2 separate regions of the Mus musculus genome follow, and region 2 is linked to region 1. The links are chromatin contacts, called in public Hi-C maps. All regions are on one chromosome and are shown on one strand. The core of a region is the stretch at or near the end of the contact, and the rest is flanking DNA. Distances in the headings are between cores, read along the strand shown.

The links. Hi-C and Micro-C count contacts between places; a contact is called where the count stands out from the background.
Region 2: a Hi-C map of cerebellum shows a contact between it and region 1, with 3 times the contacts expected there. The contact joins two enhancer-like sites. A contact is called at or near these places in 2 of 484 Hi-C or Micro-C datasets (cerebellar granule neurons and cerebellum).

What each region holds. Positions count from the first base shown.
Region 1 is chr4:97,435,293-97,441,991 of GRCm38.p6, forward strand. No RefSeq gene overlaps it. Among named protein-coding and RNA genes, the nearest start is that of Gm40207, 22 kb to the left of the region's middle. Within about 2 kb of position 4,204, at least 13 of the 459 cell types and tissues checked have an H3K27ac peak or open chromatin away from gene starts, as enhancers often do. A contact at or near this core is called in cerebellum, where this site is marked.
Region 2 is chr4:97,743,523-97,750,221 of GRCm38.p6, forward strand. It overlaps a transcript of Nfia not described here. Among named protein-coding and RNA genes, the nearest start is that of Gm38709, 31 kb to the right of the region's middle. Within about 2 kb of position 2,454, at least 43 of the 459 cell types and tissues checked have an H3K27ac peak or open chromatin away from gene starts, as enhancers often do. A contact at or near this core is called in cerebellum, where this site is marked.

The DNA.
Region 1 (6,699 bases), core at 2,954-5,453:
TACACAATGGAGTTTTATTTGTACTAAATAATAATGAAGTTTAAAACACACAGGAAAATGAATTAAACTAGGAAAAAATCATGCTGAATAAGTTAACAAAGTCCCAGAAAAACAAATACCACATGGTCTTTCTCATGTGTAGATTCTAGCCTTAAATCTCTATTTTTTGTGTGTTTAACCTGGAATGCCTACACAGGCCAGGAAGCTAGAATGAGGCAATGAGGGGTAAACACTAAGAGGTATGTCAGTAGAATATGAGTGAAATGAAAATGGAGAAGTGATATACCAAAGGCAAAAAATTGTAATTGGGGAGGACAGTGAAAGGTGGGAGAAATGAGAAAGTGGTAGACATAGTTAACAAAAATAAAATGTATGTGGAATCTGTATAAAAAATAAATTAAAAATAAATGTAAAAAGAGATGCCCTGAAAGACTGAGTATTGATGCTCCTGTGAGCTATGAATTTCTGAACAAAAATCCCAGTTCCAGGTACGAAATAACTTGATATTTTTATATTAGTTATTGGTTGGGGAGGTTCTGGGCTGTTGCTCACAAGAGCTAGGTGTTAAAACCTTATTGGTAAAGACACCACCCACTTTGGTTGCAATACATAAAGACTTCAAGGTTACAGTGTTGGAAGTGGCAAAGCCAGCTTGTAAAGAAGAAAAGATGCCAACCAGCAGTTTTACCCAGCTGTAAGTCCTATGAACCACAGTACTGACATACACATCAAGATGTCCATGCTTGGGCAACAGTGATATAGTTTTTAGGGAGGTAGCCAGTTGCTCTCCGGTTGTATTTGAATCCCATTCCACAGGCGAGAATCCATGCCTGGTACTTTAAACTTGCTGAAAAATCATATGACCCGAAAAGTCATGGCTTTAAGAATTGTTTTAGTTATTTATAAATGTACTCTATTATAAACTATAATCACCTTTCTGTACTATAGAGCACTAGAACTCCTATAAAAATAATGTGCATACAAAGTCAGTTTTAATACCTGTGTTGATAAGCTGGAGAATAACCACTAATATAAGAGCCAAACACAAAGTACCAAAATCAAGATCTCTGTAACAAGTTCAGTAACAGCAGGTTTAGCTAGGGAACTTGTGACCTGGTGATAGCTGCTATTGCTAAGTAGAGGAGAAATCCACAGTAGAAAGGCCCTACTCTTTCCCAAGAAGAAAGAGAACAAACTTTCCCCGCTACTATTATAGAAGTTTCATAAAACCTTGCCCACCAAAATATACTAGAAAATAAATAGGACAATATATCCTTTATCTAACAAAGTAAAAATCACCTCATATCTATCCTGTTCATTGTTCATTGAATACAAGTTAATGAAGAACGGTAGCATCTTCTAAGAGTACCTGGAAAACCACACCAAATTCTCAGCCATGATACTCATAAAACGTAAGAGAAAAGCATTTGTTGAACACTAGCATGTATGCCTCAATCCTTTATAATTACCATATGTTTAATTATTACTCAACTACAATGTCCATGGCATATATGAGAAGAAGCAAACTGATTAGTTTCAAATAGAAGCAAAATGAATAGTACTCACTTCAACCATGAAATGAATAATAGAGTCAAGACTCAGATTCATCTTGCTATCCACCCAACACTACGACTAATGACGAAGAAGATGATGAACAAGGTGAAACTCTAACCATTAGTTGTCTCTATTAAGAATTCTCTAGCACCATGTAGCTATCTAACTGACAAAATCAAAGAACTACAATCTGACTGTTGAAATATGCACCATCTCCCAATATCTCTCATGCTGGAGATATTACTCACAGACATCTTAGAGATGAAATTCTCTAAGCATAAGAGTTTCTCTACCCCAAGTCTTCAAGCTGTGCTGCCAGGTCCTGCAGGGGGAAGTTAAGAAGGAAATCTTGGTATCTCATCTCAGCAACTCATTCATCTGTTTATCCTTCTGTTTCAAGTAGTGATATCATAGTTCCTTAAACTATACTAATCACCATGAAAACTGTTTACCCTTTTCTGTGTGCACTTCAATATTTATACAACCTTACAGCGAGTTACTCAAGAGTGACTTCAATAGTGTGGGGGATCTGTTTCTTGATTGGTCAAATTAACTTCACATGAAGATTTCTTTATTTTTTAGACATATTGTCCTGTCAACACATAGTAACACAAGTTTAATTAAAACTCAATCATGACTGATTCTCAAGCCTCACTGTGGATTAGAAGTACTGGTTGTTTAGGTACGAACCTAAAAAGATCTTAATTTGGTAAATCTATTATGCATCCCAAAAGTCTACATTTTGATAATCAGGCATTATAGCATAGGCCTATAATCCTAGGACTCATGATTCTGAAGTAGGAATAGATCTTAGTAAAAGTCAGCTGAGATTACATATTGATATTCTATTTAAATAGTAGGGAGGGGCAATTCCCCTCTGAATACTAGCTAGGTCTTACCCTAGATAACCTTTCATTGATAAGTATATATTGAAAATAAAATACATTTAAACAATGGAATACTATTCAGCTGGTAAGAAAAAGGAAATTTGTAGGTAAGTATATAGATGTAAAAACAATCATCTTAAATACTGTAACACAGATTCAGAAAGACAAATATTACATGTTTCCCTTTTGTGGGAATATTAGGTTTCAAGCTTTATCCAGAGTATCCACAGAGATTGTGTAGCTGTAAGAATCCAGGGAGGGAGAGAGTATATTCCAAATAATGAAAAATAGAATATAGTGTAGAAAATGATAAAGGAAAATGGAAAGGGGGATGAGATGGAAGGGTGAAGTGGGTAATATGGAAAGGGACAACTAATACTAAAGACTTTTGAAAAGTCATATAGAAATCCACTACTATAGAAGTTTCCTAAAATAAATACATGTACGACGGGAATTTAAATGGAATCAACACATAATGGAGAGACAATAAAATCTCAACTAAACATCAAATGCTAACAAAACAACACCCCAGACCCAGGGATAGGTTACATCTTTTTGAGTTATTGAGCATAAGGGATCTAACAGACATCCCACCACCCAGGGATTACTGACTATAGCCAATGCTATACATCCCAGTCTCCTAGAACTTGATGGAAATCGTCTTTTGCTTCTTAATAATATGGCTTGTGTTTTATCAAAACCCATAAAGCCTATACATCCCTAAATGTTCACTCCTAAGGAATGGTCTCTTGGGAAATGATCAAAGACAACTGCAAAGACCTCCTATGAACACATTCAGTGCACATTTCTTTATGGATAGAAAACCAAGGAAGGGAAAGAGGAAAGAAACAAGTTGGGAAAGAAATGGAAAATAAAGAAACAGGAAAGGAACTTTCCAACAGCAAGACACTGAATACCAGAAAAATATAAAAATATAATTAGTACAAGGCCTACTACAGGGTTCTATTTTAATAACTTATAAAACACTATGAGAAGTGGTCTGGTGGTGTTTCTCAGTTCTTAGAATTCTTGTCTAATGTGCAAAGCCCTGTACATTATCAGTGCTATGTAAAATCAGATGTTATGATGTATACCTGGACTATAGGAATTCAGGAAGGAGAAGTAGGAAGATTAGAACTTTACAGTCATTCTTTGTTACATAACTATTTCAAGGCCAACCTCCGTTACATGAGACAATAATGGTAAAACCTGAGAACAAATGATGGATGGACAGTCCCTAAACTTCTGTATTATGTCTTTACTGTTATTTTTAAGTAGTCTTGCCATAGAGTTCAGGTTGGCCTTGAAGTTACTGTGTAAGCTGAGCTTGAAATAGCAATACTCCTGAGACAGCTCCCCACTCTCAATGTAGCATGGATTATAGACATATGCCATCATACCTGGGCCTCTGCATTCGTTTTTATAACTTCATGTGAACCTAAAACCATCTCAAGAAGTTCAATGAAAAGTAAATAAAAGCAAATACTCAGCAAATAACAGCATTAGGATTCATACCTAATGCTGTTAGCTCTGTCTGAACTTTCTCAGCAGTAGCAGTGCTAAACTGGTCTCAAGATGTTGTTGTTTGGCCTTTCTTCCTTGACCTTGTCCTCTCAGGCTCCTGGGGGACTTGACCTGACTGTAACTTTGCAAAGTGCAGCCTGCTGTCCTGTGTTGCAAAATTGTCGGAACCACTCCTGACGACCATTTGCTAGGACTGCCAAGACCAGCAAGGGGCAGCCTGCTGGTTTTCTTGCCAAGGAGGAGCAAAGGAAAGAAGGTAAGAGTCAATGGGCATTTTGCCTACTGAGGACTCTGGGAATGGATGCTCCATAGATATGCAAATTGAATTCTGTGTAATTTGTGCTTTTCAATAACCTCAGCATGTGTTGGATATGTACAAAAAGAATTATAAAATAAAATTGCAGACAAAGGGGAAAGTCAGAACGCAGAAAGGAAAAGAATTGGTTTATTCCACAAGCCAAACAACAGGTCATCATAAATTCGCCAGCCATTAGCTCTTCAGTTGCTTGGAACAAAGAGATTGAAATGAAATGGTCGGGGGTTGGAGGGCAGAATCACAGTTAACTGTGAGTAGCTGGCCTGCTTCCACTTGGCCAACCAGACAGCTCAGAAAATTGGCCAGGGAACTGCCTTGTGACATGTGCCATCTCACTGGGACAGCCCTCATCAGTTTGCAAACTAGCCACAGCTCTTCCATATGTCCAGGGAGCCACTGGGAAATGTTCTCTCAAGTAAATCATGGGGTTAAAAAAGTCCAACTGGGGTTTAGGATAATAGATCAGTGGTAGTGCATTTGACTCACATATGCCAGCCCTGGGTTTGATCTCCAGTGCAACTGAAAATATTAAAAAAAACAAACCTACAATGTTTTAAGTGGCTACCAGCTGATCTATAGTTACAAGTCCCATCCCTCTAAAACTGTAAGATGAACAAGGTACAAAATAGAAGTCTGAAGGTAAAACCAAATAGGTGAGGGCATGAGAAAGAAACTGAAAGAGAAGATAGTGATGGAAACAATAGTAATCATTGCTGCTAATGCCCTGCTATGGTTGGTCTGTCACTCCCACCTGCAGCCCATCATCAGTTTTCCTTCAAATCCAAAAGCAGCTGTCTACTCAGGAGCAGAGTCCCAGTGGCCCTCCCACACATTCTTAAGTACTGTGAAGATGGCTGTGAAACGGTCTCCTAGTCAGACAATGTCTCTCTCCATCACCACACTCACTTGCATATCCATTTTGAGTTGTCTTTTATTTTGCCCATTCCAATAGAATCTGAACTCTTTGACAACAGTGTCTAGAGTTCAGTGATGGATTCCAAATGCCAACCATTGGGCCTGGTTCATGTGAGCTACTATAGTAATGTTTGCAAATGACTGAGTGAGTTTTGGATGGACAGAAGGTTAGATGAAAGCTAGGCATGTTACTTTCCATACTTGCTACATGAGTTAGTGCTTATTAATTCCATTTTGCAAATGAAGAAAGTAATGTTCAAAGAAAAAAAAACTAATCATCTGGTGTCTTACCTTGTGAATGACCATCTTTTAAAGGTGACATTCAGCCTCAGAAGCAGGACATAATAAAGACTGGGAGAGGTTTGAGCAGCAAATGAATGGATAATAAAAGAAAACAGAAGGAAGAAAGACTGGGGAGAAACCAGGGCTGAGCTAAAGCAGTTGTGCCTGGGAAGAACAAGGCTTTAGCTTTATTTGAAAAATAAGTAACAAAGTCTAAGTTGAACATAAGCCAGAAATCCATGATGTCATATTAGCACAGAATCAAGAGTTTAAGATGGGCTCCCCAATCCTATTTGGCTCTAACAGCAGGTGTAGACTGGAATTGGAGATTTGCAAACTGGCCAAGGTCATCCTGATACTTCGAATGCAAAGGAAGCTCAACAGAGATTTGATAAATAAGCAGACAAGCTCAGAGATTTTGCTGTCTGCATCAGAAAAAGGAAAGGGGACAGTTTTGCTTAAATGAAGTAAAATAATCTCCCTCTTAAAGACAGAAGTCTCATGGACCCTGCCTGCCATAATTCTCAGAGTAATATGATTTTTGACAAATTCATTAAGCAATAAGACATGGCAGACTGTAAATTGCTCTACTGCTAATTTATGTCCACCCTATTGTTAGGCATCTGGCCAAAACTCTGTCTTATCTGAGAGCAAAGATATAAATGGCCATTGTGTTGCCACAGTCTGGAATACTTGTGAGGATCAGAGAGTGATCAAATTGTAGAGTTCCTCCACTCAGAGAACAAGAATTCAATCCTTCACACTGACATTAATTTTACCAAGTGCCCACTTCAAAACAGTTGCTATTCTTAAATTACATTTACAGAAGTTTAGGAACACACATGTCACACACTCTCACATAATCCTTATGTTCGAAGTTAGTACTCATTTTGAACAAGCACAGAAGAAGGGGTAACTTTTTCTAGCCAGGTTTAAAGGGAGAGTTCCAGAGACGCTTCTGGAAAAGAAAGGACATTTAACTTACTATGAAGACACATACAGATATTGCTCAATGAAGACCTATTAGCAAGTACTGCAAGAAGACCCAAGGATGTGGGGAGCTATCTTGTGTTCATAGCATTTAAGCAAACTGTAAGTCTGAAGTAGGTTACAAGACAAGAGATGATGCCCTAGGATCCAGTGGATATGGGTTCCACCTATTCATCTCCATTGATATTGCTGGTTCATTAATCACTACAACACAGGAATAGTGGGAGCTTG
Region 2 (6,699 bases), core at 1,204-3,703, 310 kb after region 1:
TTTTCCTATTTCCCATATTCCATGGACCCACGGTGTACCAGCTCTGACTTGTCCTTCAAAATGCAGCTCAGGTGTCACCTCTGCCATGAAATTGCCCCACCATGTAAATAACATGTTTCTACTTCATAATATGCTACGTATCATGGCCGCCATCGTGCCACTGCATAGTTATACTCCTCTGCCTGTCACTAGCTATATCAGAAACTGCTGATGTCAAGGATTATGTCACATTTCCCTTTATTCCTTGAGTGCTACACCAGAAAATAACAGCTATCAAAGAAATGCTTCCTAAATTAAGTCTTTTCCCTACAGACATTTTTCTGGTTGAGCCAAACATCTCAGATTCTTCCTTGTATTACTGAGAGTGCAACCTAGTAGTCTTATTCCCATTTTAAAATAAAAAAAGTTAGATGAGAAACAGCTGCATAACATCCCAGAAGGACGGAACTAGGAGGGACATGTGTGACAAGCCAGGGCTTTTGTGTTTTGGGTAAAGAAGCTGAATTTCATGGCCATCGAGTGTCTTATCCAAGGTCACTCTGCAAAGTCATAGTGGAAAAAGAATAAGCGTGCTGAGCTCCTGACCTCAAAGCTGAAATTCCTCCCTCTAAATTAAGGACTTAATGTAGGAGCAACTGTGGAGGAGATGGGCACATAACTCACAGAAGGGAGTCTCCAAGGGTGGCTGCATGCTGAGGAGACAGCTGGCATCCCTCATCTTATCTGCTCAAAACGACAAAAAGAGAAAATCTATAATATCAACATAAAGAGAGAAAAGACAACACTGTGTGTGTCTTGTACGGAGCATTGTGTTCTGGGTGTGTTATTGTATGTGCTTTTTTAATATACCATAAGCTAATTTTATTCTTTGTCAAATGGAGAGATAAAAACACTAAGGTATATCTATCTTTTAAACTATGTTTTAGGAAAATGAAAATCTAGTTCTATGGGTGTGCTCTTCTTGGTTGTTTACTAATGGACAACCACTTTGTATAAACCACAGATTATTTTCCATGGGGAAGTATCATGGAAATAGATGAGAAATTAAATTCAACAAAGATATTTACCTGCCAAGTTGCATTAATAATTCAATTATTACATACGAATTTTATTTCTAAATACTATTAGAAAATAAAATGGGAATGTTGAAATGCTCAGGTCCTATTGTAAATAATGGGACCGTTAAAAATAATGGTAAACAGTGTGGATTCTGTGGTTTGTGGTGTCTTCAGATCAGTGACTTTGAGGAAATAATTTACTAGTCCTTATCTGGGTTCCCTCATCGAAGAAGGACAGTAGTCAGGGTACATTTGTGATAGTTGTGTCGAGGATTAGATGAGATACCTGCAAAGTGTTTTTAAAGGTGTCAGTCACATGGTAAGGCTGTAATGTTTAATGTAAATGTAATGTAACGGTAAAGTTATCATTGAAGTGGCCCCTTGAATAAGTACACATTGGCAATAATCCACAGATCTACTGGGGGTGGGAATTAACCAATCACGCACCAAAATGCAGGCCTTCCACTCTGGGAATCATTTTGGAGAATATAACATATCCCCAATGGCTTCTCTAATCTTATGCCACATGAGACCTGCAAAGGAAAACGGACGAATCACAGGCATCAAATGTTATAATCATCTACAACTTCTGGGTTTCCACATAGCAGTTCTTCCAAAACATAATTAAGGGTTTGAAAGTCAAATGATATAAGTGCTAGTTTTAATTACCGCTTGGTGAACTTTAGTGTGTTAGAATTGTCACAACTTTCCTTAAGGATTACTCTGAAGCCAGGCAATACAGTGGGAAATTATTAACTCCTACTTTGGTACAGCAATTATCTGCATTACAAGGTTTATGCAATTAGCTGTTTAAGATGTCATTATATTTTGCCATCTGGTACACAGGAGTTTATGCATATGAACAGGCACGTGTTGAAGTGATTTTCACTATATGACTTGTTCTCAACCCAAGCCATCTCTCTAATGAGGGAAGTTACGGTGCATCGTGCATTAGTGGCAGGTGCACACCATCAAGCTTCATTTTCATCGAAAACCTTCATTTTTTCCATTCTAAAGTATTCTGCACAAGTGCTGGGAAATTAATTAGTCGCTCTCGGTTCAACGCCTGCAGGCATGTTCCTTAGCAGTTAGAGGGGGCGAGGCTTCAGTCAGGGACCTCTCCTCCTTTCTCACCCTGACAGCTCTGCAAGGAACCCTCAGGTAGTGAAAAGACCCGGTATGAGCTCCTGTAGTTGATCTTGCAAAGTGGGAACAGGGGACCTGGCCTCGGGGTGCCCTACACCCCGCTTTACGCGCCCAAGGCGGAAAAACAAAAAGGATGCTCCCAGAGGGGTCCCGCAGATTATCGGATCGCGCCCATCAGGTTACAGAGAACTGGATCCCTAGCCCGACTCTACTTCTGCGCCCCCTTCGAGGATCCCGGGCTGAAGCACATTAAAGCGGCGCCCTCTGGTGTCCGCTTGAGGCCGCCGGGTCACAAGAGAGGCTCTGGGATGAAAGTTGTCACCCGATCGGATCACCAAACCGAGGCCCTGAAACTCTTAAAATGAACCTTTCCAACGCGCGCGCTGAGTGCGCCACCCCGCTGTACAGAAAGTCTGGGGCACGGGTGACTCCTCCCGGGCCCTCCTTACTGGACCAGGGTCCCAAGCCCCCCGTAAGATGCCCTGCAAAATCGGCAGGCTGCAGATGAAAGCGGGTGCGAGTCTGAGTGGACATACCACCTTCCCCGCAAAGGGCACAAGGAGAGGTGAGGGGATGTAGAGCGACGCCCAGCTCCCCAGGCTAGAACCACGTTTATAGGTTAGTACTCTTGAAAAGCTCACTGGCCAAATCACCCCAGAAAGGCTAACAGACTCAAAGACCGGCACCTAGCCTAGGATACTCCCCCGGCACCTCCCCCCACGTGCTGCCATAGTAATATGCCACTGACTAACCAGCTGGAGCTTCCTCTGCACGGTGGACATTGTCACTCTTGGGAAGCATAGCACTGGAGTTCCCAGGAAATTGTCTTCCTCGGAACCTGCCCAACCCAACCCCCCCCCCCCCCCACACACACACACACACACACACACTTGGCACCATAGCTGTCTCCTCAGTTTTACCCTCAGCCCCAGATAGGAATGTTTCCACTATCTCAGTCTGGATGCCAGTCCAAGAGCTTAGTTCATTCCAAAAGGTCAACAGGTTCATGGCAAGCAGTTGGATTTATGGAGTTGATAAAATCACACTTGAGACTTTTCTTTGGACAATCTTGCTGTCCCCCCAGTCTTTCACCTTTTATGTTTGGAGCAGCATCTGACTGAAAAGGGACCAAGAAAAGAAACCTGGACTCTTCTGCTCATTTTCTGCACTAGCTTTACCTCGGGGAGAGGGTTGAGGAGGGTGAGTCTGGATGCCTTACAGGCAACCGGCATTTTTTTTTTTTTTTTTTTTTTGAAGAAGAAGAAGAAGAAGAAGAAGAAGAAGAAGAAGAAGAAGAAGAAGAAGAAGAAGAAGAAGAAGAAGAAGAAGAAGAAGAAACAGCAAGCTTATGTATTGCACTGAACCAGACCCCATTATTACAGTAAAGAATAGAAAAAAAAAAAAAAAACACAAGCTAAGAGGTAAGCTCAAAACTAGGGATGAAATGAATATGGTATCCAAATAGATGGATACAAATAAGATGAGACCAAGGAAGTAGCTGTTATCTCAGAAGGTCTCTGTGTGGACAAGACTTGCAATACAAATGAAGTTTGAGGTGCCAAGAAAAAGAAGCCTCTGTGGGAAGAAGGTTGTATAAAGAAAAATCAAGCCCAGACTGAGAAGGCTGGGGGAGGGGCTGAAAAAACCATTAGATAAAGTGGGATGAATAGTTTGGAGCTAGTCTGGTCTGTCTAAATTCTGTGTATGCCTCTTATGAGTTCCAACAAGCAATGAACTTGACCACTAGTGCTTTTAGAATTATTATAACCATCATTTTTTATTTAGATGATTTCAAAGTTGTTGCCAAGATCCCTAGACTTCTTGGGTGCAGAGGTCTAGGCTCCTCAAGTAAACTCTTGAGTGAGGCCCATCTTGTGTTCATGCCATCAGCTCTGCTGTGTCAAACACTCAGGAGTCCCTCTATGCCCACATTTATGTAGCGTTTAAATGATGTGAAAATACCGAGGTTTCTAGTACAAGCATATAGCAACTGCCTTTCTCAGCAACTGTCCCATGAAATTGGTCCTTCTAAAACCAGTAATGTGTGACACTGTTTATTGGGCTCTCAGCAATGACTTTGCAGATGGCTCCATCCTCATGATCAGGAGCTGGGGTCAGGAGTCTCAGACAAGTCTCACAGCTGTCTGTTAAAAAAAAAAAGCCACTTTGATTTAGTAACTATTCACTTTCTCATGGCTTCCCTGACATTGACCTAAGGCCTTGTTCAACACACGTGACACAAAGAAAGTTGACAAGTTTCAGAGTGCCTTAGAGGTCCCTGATTGCTTTGCATTTTCTTTACTGAAGACCATTGGAGACAAACTCACTTACACTGACAGACATGTGTTTCCATAATGTAGAAACATGACAACAAAGTAGGTCCCGTCACCCCCAAAACAGTGCTGTCTCTTGTAAACCTGTCTTTATGTGGCTGTGCATAAAATGAGGTCACACACTGTAACTCCCAACTTTCCTAAAGTGCTTCCTCAAGTCACTTATTTATGGAGCAATACCAAAAGAAGATGAATTCATAAACATTAAAATTCTAGAATGAAGGCTGTAATTTCATGGAGGAAATGTCTGAGTTGAGACACATTCTCTTTGAGCTTTCTTGCATCATTTCATTATTAAAAAAAAAAAAATGAAGATCCGGACCCTGGAATGGGAGAGGAAGTTTCTACCCTAAAACTTGTATCTTAAAATTCCAAGAAGAAACACTCTTTTATTTCTTTGTAGTTCTGCTAAAATTTAGAATAATATGGAACACATAAAGCACATTCTAAAATTCTATCAACTGCTGTTGCTTACTTACAACAAAGCCCTCTTAATTGCCAACCAGTCACTAAATAAATAAATAAATAAATAAATAAATAAACAAACAAACAAACTGACAACCTGGCCACTTGACCTTACTGTGATAAGGTTAAAGTATTAGGTACCCAGTAGGGCTCTTCAGCTAATGGGTTTCTTTGTGCCACGTGTTTCAAAATGAAAATCTATTAGGTTATTAGAAACACTGTCACTGTGTGGAGAGTGGAGACAACTTGCCGAAGTCTGGGCTCTCAGTAATCTATTGGCAAGGAGATGGATCATAGTTGGAGCTGGCAGGAAGATCTAGGCAGGAGGGCTGTCTTTACAGACAATGCTCTAGCCAAACCTTTTTGTTGCTTAACTTAAGGAATTTGGTGTGTGTGTGTGTGTGTGTGTGTGTGTGTGTGAAAGATGTGGAAGCCAGAGGTCAATGTTAAGTGTTTTCCTCAATAACTCCCCACCATAGTTTTTGAGACAGGATCTCTTACTGAACCTGGGACTTGCCAATTTGACGGATAACCAGTAGCTCTAGGGATCTTCTCTTCCCAGTTAGTTTTTAACACGTTTAAGAAGACTGAACTCAGGTCAGACTTGTGCACCAATAATGTATAGGCCAAGCCATTCTCTCAGCTTTGAGGCCTTTTCGCAAGTTCGGTTATTCTACCAGTGTAAAGGAGGTGCTGTGGGTAGGAATGGTGGTTTGGGTTTTACGCTTTGATGGATGAGAAGGGGAACTCATGCACAATTTTCCACAATGGTAACCCCAAAATGCTGAAAGTAGTATAATTTGCTTCTCTATGTAATCCAAACCTTTCATTATGAAATGCCACTACAAAAAAAGAAAGAAAGAGAGAGAGAGAGAGAGAGAGAGAGAGAGAAAGAGAGAGAGAGGAAGAAGAAAGAAATGTCACTACTATTACATGGATACAAAGAAATGACATATTTGATATATGGGGGAAAGTGCAGTGTCGGCCTTGAGCTATATAGCTCGATGATAGAGCACTTGCCCAGCATGCATGAAGCCCCAGGGTTGAGCTAGGGGCAAACTCAATGTATATATTCTCATAATAAGGGCAACAGAGCCCAACTGCTGTGGTTTAGATGCCAGGACATCAATTGCTATATTAAACTAAACTTTTCCTTGGGCTGTTTGATGAGATTTGGCTGTGTGGGCCGTGAGGTAAGCATAGACTAATTATATTGATAGAAGTATAAGTCAGTCTGTCTCTGGCTTTTCCTACTGCCTCTGTGCCCTGCTCTTTCATCCACTGTCAAGATTTTCTAAGGAAACACTGCAATCATCACCACTTCTTGGGCTGCAAGAGCGAGCCTCTGTCACCCCTTCAGCATGGCACAACCACTAAGGAGCCAAGTCCCCTGCCTGACTTGGATTGAGAACTTTTACAAGTGTCCCAACACAGGTGCCAGTTGAAGTCACTTTCATGTTGTCAGAGGAGGGTTCTCTGCGGGCCTGCTCTGCTGATTCTTAAAATGACTCCCTTGAAAAATAGGCAGGGAAGCCAATAGCCAGCCTGGAAGCAACTTTCCCTGTGGCTTTTGCTTCAGTTCCTATCTTCAGGTTCTCACCCTGCCTTCCCTTACTGATGCACATAACCTAGAATTGTAAAATGAAACAAACCCTTGCCTCTCCAGCTCCCACAAAAGTGACTCCCTTGACCTCCCT